2 separate regions of the Anser cygnoides genome follow, and region 1 is linked to region 2. A link is a contact called in public Hi-C data. All regions are on one chromosome and are shown on one strand. The core of a region is the stretch at or near the end of the contact, and the rest is flanking DNA. Distances in the headings are between cores, read along the strand shown. Region 1 holds the start of AREG (amphiregulin). Region 2 holds the start of LOC106041911 (albumin).

Region 1 (2,949 bases), core at 52-2,551, 270 kb before region 2:
ATCTGGTTTCTGTGCAGTTAGACAACACAGAAGTCACCGAGCCAGTAGTTTTACTGGCTAAACTGCTCAGTAACTCTGACATTCCTGTTCCCCCTGAAGGTCTTGCAGTCACAGAAAGCTTGAACAAGGGTCCACACATTCCCATAAGTAATATCTGGAACATGCTCCCCTTAGTCTCATTCAAGCCTCAGGGTGTTCCCTCAGGAAAAACAGCAGTTGGATTCCATCCTAGAAGGCAACAGCACCAATTACTATCCTGTACTGAACTGCTAACCACTCATAGGAATTCCTTTAGCCCCAGCCTTCACAACTTGTCTCACAATTGTACTTAAATGAGAACCAAGAAGGTCCTCCTGTCCCTGGTCAGGTGGGCTGCTCAAATGTCCTCATTGCTTCCAGGACTGTTTAAGTGTTGGCTAAAGGACACCTAACAAGCATTTCCACAGCCACTTATGGGGTTTGCATTGGTTTCTCCTGCAAAGCTTTAGTCAACTCCAAGTCAAATAAGCATAAGACACCCAGAAAAGCCTTCAAGCAGGACAACCAGCCTCATCTCAACCCCTCTCTTGAGAGGGACAGCACCCAGCAGCCCTGCTGATGCTTCCACAGCAGCAAGGTAGTCACTCCATCACAGCTTTCCCATGAGAAAGATGAGGAAGGCAGCACAGCAGGTGCTGGGCTAACCTGCAGCTCTCACACCCCCTAACTTCACTCCCACTAAGCTCCCAAACCTGACATCCTATTTCTAACTCAACTGCTCCCAAGAGGAGCACTCCATACACGACAAGACAAGAAGGGGAAACACCAAGAAGGCGAGGCATACCCCCGGGGACCGCCGCCTCACCTCGGATCAAGTCATCCACGATGTACTGGTGGACAGGCAGCGCCTCCTCATCGTCCTCCTCCTCCTCGTAGTCGGGGCCGGACACAGCCTCCCCCTGGCGGGCCTCAGCCTCCCGCGGGCCGGGCTGGGTGCCGTTGGGCGACGAGGCGGCGGCGAGGCGGGCTGTGAGGAGAGACGGCGCCGTGAGGGGAGCACGCACCTCTTCACCCCACCCCACCCCCAACAGCCCCATAACGGCCCCAACCGCCGCTCGCGAGGCACCCTCACCACCCTCCGCCGCACCTGCGAGCACGGCCAGCGCGACGAGCAACGCCACGGCGCGCATTGGTAATCCCGGTAGCGGCGGTAGTGTCACAGGAGGCGACAGCAACGGAGGGGTGTCGCGACAGGCGGCGACGCGCAGCGCTCCATGAGGAGCCGCCCGTCGGCGCCGCTCGTTTTATAGGCGGCCGCTGCTGACGTCACCGGGCGGGGCTGCAGGTGAGGGGAGGGAGGGAGTGGGGGGGGGGCGGCGCACGCGCACCTTGCCGGCCGCGCGCGGGGGGCTCGCGCCCGCCGTTAACGGTCGCTCCCCCCTAACGGTCGCGCTTCCCCCCTCCCCCCCCCGCCCAACGGTCGCCCTGAGGGGAGCCCCCGGGGGTCGGCGGCTGCCCAGGCTCCGCGTCCCCCCCGGCGCCGTGAGGCGGAGCGGGGTTGCCATGGCGAGCCCCGTACACACACAGCCAGCCGGGTTTATGGCGGGGCACGCCTCCGCTCTTTGCTCTGCCCCCCGCTCCTCGGAGGAAGCGGGTTGGCATACAGGGCAGGAGTGTTTTTGGGGCAATAAAGGCGGTGATCGCCCTGCGTGTGGGGCCGTGGGTGTTTGCTCGGGGAGCAGGACGTGAGTAATGACTGACGAAGTAGAGGCAAGGAGGGGGGCAGCCAGCCAGGGTGGGCGCTCACCCTTGGCGAAGGGCGCCTTACTCTCCTGAGTCCCACAAAGACTTGCTTTTAGGGGACAAACCCCAGGGGTACAGGTTGTAGCGTGCTGGTGTAGGGTGGGAATGCAGAAAAGCCCTACAGGGGTGCGAGGACAGCAGATGGGTACCTCTTGGTGCCAGTCAGCACCGCAGCATGGCCCCACGAAGGCTCAGCGTGGAGCATTGGAGGGGTACGTATGGTCCCGAGCAGCTGCGTGATGGGAGCTCTCTGCATCAGGTTCCTCATCACGGGGTGTCGCAAGAGCACCCCCAGTACTCAGCTGTAAGGAGGAAGCAGAAGAGGGTGGGATGGCTGTGAGAGCCAGACAAAGCTCTGCTCTTCTAATTGGGATGCTCTGGAATCCCATTTGCAGCTCAGGGAGGTGACAGAGCCTTTGTTTAACCTGGCTGGGATCCAAGTTGCTCGGTTATTAAACCTTCTCCCCTCTTCTCTGCAGGCCAAAGGAGGACATGCAGCTCCCAGGGCTGTGTTCGGCTCTCAGGCTCACGCCAGCTCCGCGCCAAGTGCCCTGCAGTGGGTTAATCTTGGGAAGTGATGCCTGACAGCTCCGAAAAAGAAGCTGCCGAATCAGTCGCTCAGTCTGCGTTTGGGGGCAGCCTGGGGCTCAACACAGTTCCCTCCCCTCCACCTCAGACCCGAGCTACCCATCCATAACCCCTATAAGGTCCAGGGCACAGGCCAAGTGTGAGCACAGCTTCTCCAAAGGCAGAGATGCTGGCTTTTGGGGATGGGGTCTGTTCTGCCTACAAGTGGGGTTTGTTTTCTGAGAATGGCCAAATAGAGCTGCCTAAGTTGAAACCTTTCCTGTCCCTCGCCTGACGTGCTCAAAGCTGGATCCGCAGGTGGGGGACTACAGCTTCCCTGCGGAGTTTTCTTTTTTGCTGCCATTAAAATGAAGTAAATTTCTCCCTGCCTTTGTTAGAGAGAAACTTACTGGGAACGCTTTGAGGTAATTCTTTCAAGCTCAGTCCAAGAAGCACTGAAAACTTCAACCTCATGCTGTGCTTGGCAAATTGCTAAGCAAGTGAAAATAGAAGCTAACCGGGGGAAAGGTTGAATGACCTGAGAGCAATTGACTGTGTTACCTGCACTGTTTAGAGACCAAACATGGCACATCCAGCTCC
Region 2 (3,099 bases), core at 86-2,585:
TAATATAATATTCACCTCTGTAATCATATTCATAACTCCTATCTTCAAAATGACTGCTGTGACTTCCTGTTAAGGGTTAGAACATGCACTTTACATAACCAACATGATCATATCTAATCTACAAATAAAGGAATGCAGCTGCAGTTTGATTAGACTAAGCATTAGTAGATTTTTCTTTCTTCAAAGACGAAATTATGAACTGGGCAGACACGTATGATTTTTTCACTGAATGCATACCATCTGTGCTCATCATGAGCAGGAAAACAGATGAGACCCTTCACTTGGTCCTGATCGTAATAAATCCAGGTTGTAGTTACAGCTTGTTCGTGATAAGAAGACTCCCACAAGATTTTCCAAACAGATACTGAGGCAGGTGGCCACAGTAATGAATTAACAAGGATAGGGCAGTCATTTTGTTCCAGAAATACCATCCCAGAAGCATTTAAAAAACACAGGGAAGGATTCATTTACCTGAACTGAAGGAATATATTTCAAAAAATGAAGGATCATCAGTAGACCTGATTTGATAAGAAGGGTTTCAATGCTGAAAATTGTAATTCAAATTTATTGCTGTTGTTCACTGGCAATTTCACACAGATTGACTGAGAAGTCAGTCTTGTTAAATTTGGCTACTTTCATGTTTCAAACAAAAATCAAAAATATCAGTGGAAAAAAAAGTCTAGGACTGCCTGCAGAAATACTTCTTTGACCAAGTTCTGGAGCTTAATAATAAAGGGAAAAACGACACTAAGTCTTCAGCTATGCCTTCCTACATCCCAGACTGAGATTTAGATTTTTGGATTTTTGACCTAGTTGTGTGAAAACCATTGGTGAGGAGCTCAGTTATAGACTGTCATTCAAAAAGCTTAGCACATCCACTTGCTCCATGCTGGAAAGTAACAGATTCTGAACGATCAACATCTATTCGTGTAATTCACTCATGGTACAAAGAGACATGTCACCAAACCTACTTGCTCAGTTAAGTAATTGTCTGGAGTATTCTACCCATCTCCTCAAGATTTCTTAATTCACTTTCTTTTCAAGTCAATCACTTTTTTCTTTTCTTTTCTCTCCCCCCCCCCCCCACCCCCCGCCTTGGATCAGGCTTGAGAGATTTGTTCACGAAATTGCATTGCAGTCATTAAGTCAATATAACAAAGACTATAGGGGCAATTAATTAATCCTTTCTTACCTGCATCTCGAGCAACTCTTTGCAGATTCCTGGACGTCGCTGAACTGAAGAGGAAAATAAATGAAATTAATGTTACCCACTTCATGGTTGCAGATTATGGTGTGGGCTAAATTATTCAGAAATGCTAGGAAGATTGAAGGGAAAACATTTTCTTATATACCTCTTCACTACCTGTTTCAGTAAAATATTAACCATAGAGCTGGCATTTGTAGATTTCCATTTGGTCTGAAGAAGATTACAAAACTTGCAATGTCCTTGCCAAAAATGAATTTGATATTATTTGTTCGTTATGTTTTACACTGGACCTTTTTGTCCTGAAAAGGTTGAACCTTCCAGCATCCAAACAGATAAAGTTTTGCGTAAATTTCCTTATCAAATTACAAACAAGGAGTTCAAGGCATCAGATCAAAATGTCATCGTCTAATCCTATAGCCGTGCTTCTTCTTTGCTACTATTTGCTCAAAAGTGCAGCAAGTTGGTACTGTACAGTAATAATTCACCTAGATAGGACTGAGTTCACATACTCATTTAAAATTACAGAGTTTTAATTTTAAATCCCCTTACAAAGACGAGATGGCAATCTCCTTAGGACAGGCTACATGCTTTCAGTCCTCCAGGGACAGAAACAAATTGAACGTTCAAGAAGGAAATACTGGTGTTTCTCACCTAGGAATGGCACAAGGCACACAAGTGAATCTAGCCTTTCATTTGGAATAAAAAAATCCATATATAAAATATAACAATTAGTGCAAAGATACAAGTAAACAGCATCTCCGATTTTAATTGTCTTCTGAATTCTTGAAGAAACAGAGAGTAAAAGTTTGAAACCAGGGAATATGAATCTCACAATATATGTAGCTCCAGGGTGGAACAATTTCATGTGGACAATAAATCTATGTCAGTAAGTTGGAAATGGCAATTTTACTCTGTGTAAGTCTTCACCTCACCCCAGATTTCTGGACATAGGCTTAGGGTAACATCCAAAAGGAGGGCTGTTAAGACAGCAAAAGGGCTGTTTGAGCACCTGATTTGGTAGATCCTATTCTGGTTTTCTGGGGGTACTGCTACTCATCAGGATCCACAAAATTGCCAAATACATCTGTAAACATTTGTAAGAGCTGTCACTTGATAATTTTTCCAATGAATTTTCATTTACCCTGACATCCTTCCAAGACTATTCTCTTTGCTATGCACCGCTCTTGTCTTTGAAAGGTTTCTGTTAATTAGTCAGTAATTTAGGAGATCAGGCACAGGAAGAATTGTGACATTTGCATGGAGTGCTTGGGCATGGTATAAAACTTAAACTACTTTTCCAGAATATTCAGTGAGAAGCTTCAAAAAATATCAAGCATAAGGCTTGATCCCTACTGAGTGCAAAGTGATGCAGTTCCACAGCAGGAAATCGTATAATGTACACTAGCTGATTTCAACTTTTTTTTAAGCATTGGGAGCTGGGGAAGAGTACACAAGAGAGCTGAACTCCTCTATATCATTCACTCAGAACAGTTTGAGCAGCCAGAAATAAATGGTTATACCGTTGACATTTCAGTCTGACCCTCAGCCTCTTTGTTAGGCTATCTTTAATACAGAATGTAAAGAAGTATTCTCATCTATTGCAGGTAATTATTCAAGTTTTCATTAACAAGAGCTGGATAAATTTCCTCTGGAGGAGACTCTCATCAGCTTGAACGAAGTTGTTAAAATTATTATATAGCCACCCAGGAAGAACTTTAAATTTCTGGCATATGATCAGCTGATAATGATATCTTGAGGGACAGGCAAAGATTGAACAACATCTTAGAACATGAAAAGCATGCCCTTCCAGACCTCTTCTGCAACTTTCCATCCTTCTGCTTTCACTACCCAGGATGCTTTCCTCATCCTTCCTGATCCCAGGTTGTCGCTAC

The links. A called contact is a pair of places that touch in the nucleus more often than the background predicts.
Region 1: a contact with region 2 is called in a Hi-C map of liver, with 2.7 times the contacts expected there. The contact joins the promoter of AREG here to the promoter of LOC106041911 in region 2. A contact is called at or near these places in 2 of 7 Hi-C or Micro-C datasets (both in liver).

Annotation. Positions count from the first base shown.
Region 1 is chr4:30,681,857-30,684,805 of Taihu_goose_T2T_genome, reverse strand. AREG (amphiregulin) reads right to left here and starts at 1,301. Exons shown (of 8, transcript XR_007167269.2): 1 at 1,127-1,301; 2 at 845-1,006. It overlaps LOC136790796 (a long non-coding RNA gene), which reads left to right and starts at 1,335. Exons shown (of 2, transcript XR_010831396.1): 1 at 1,335-1,724; 2 at 2,262-2,949.
Region 2 is chr4:30,411,418-30,414,516 of Taihu_goose_T2T_genome, reverse strand. LOC106041911 (albumin) reads right to left here and starts at 1,335. Exons shown (of 15, transcript XM_013190599.3): 1 at 1,193-1,335. The coding sequence starts at 1,277.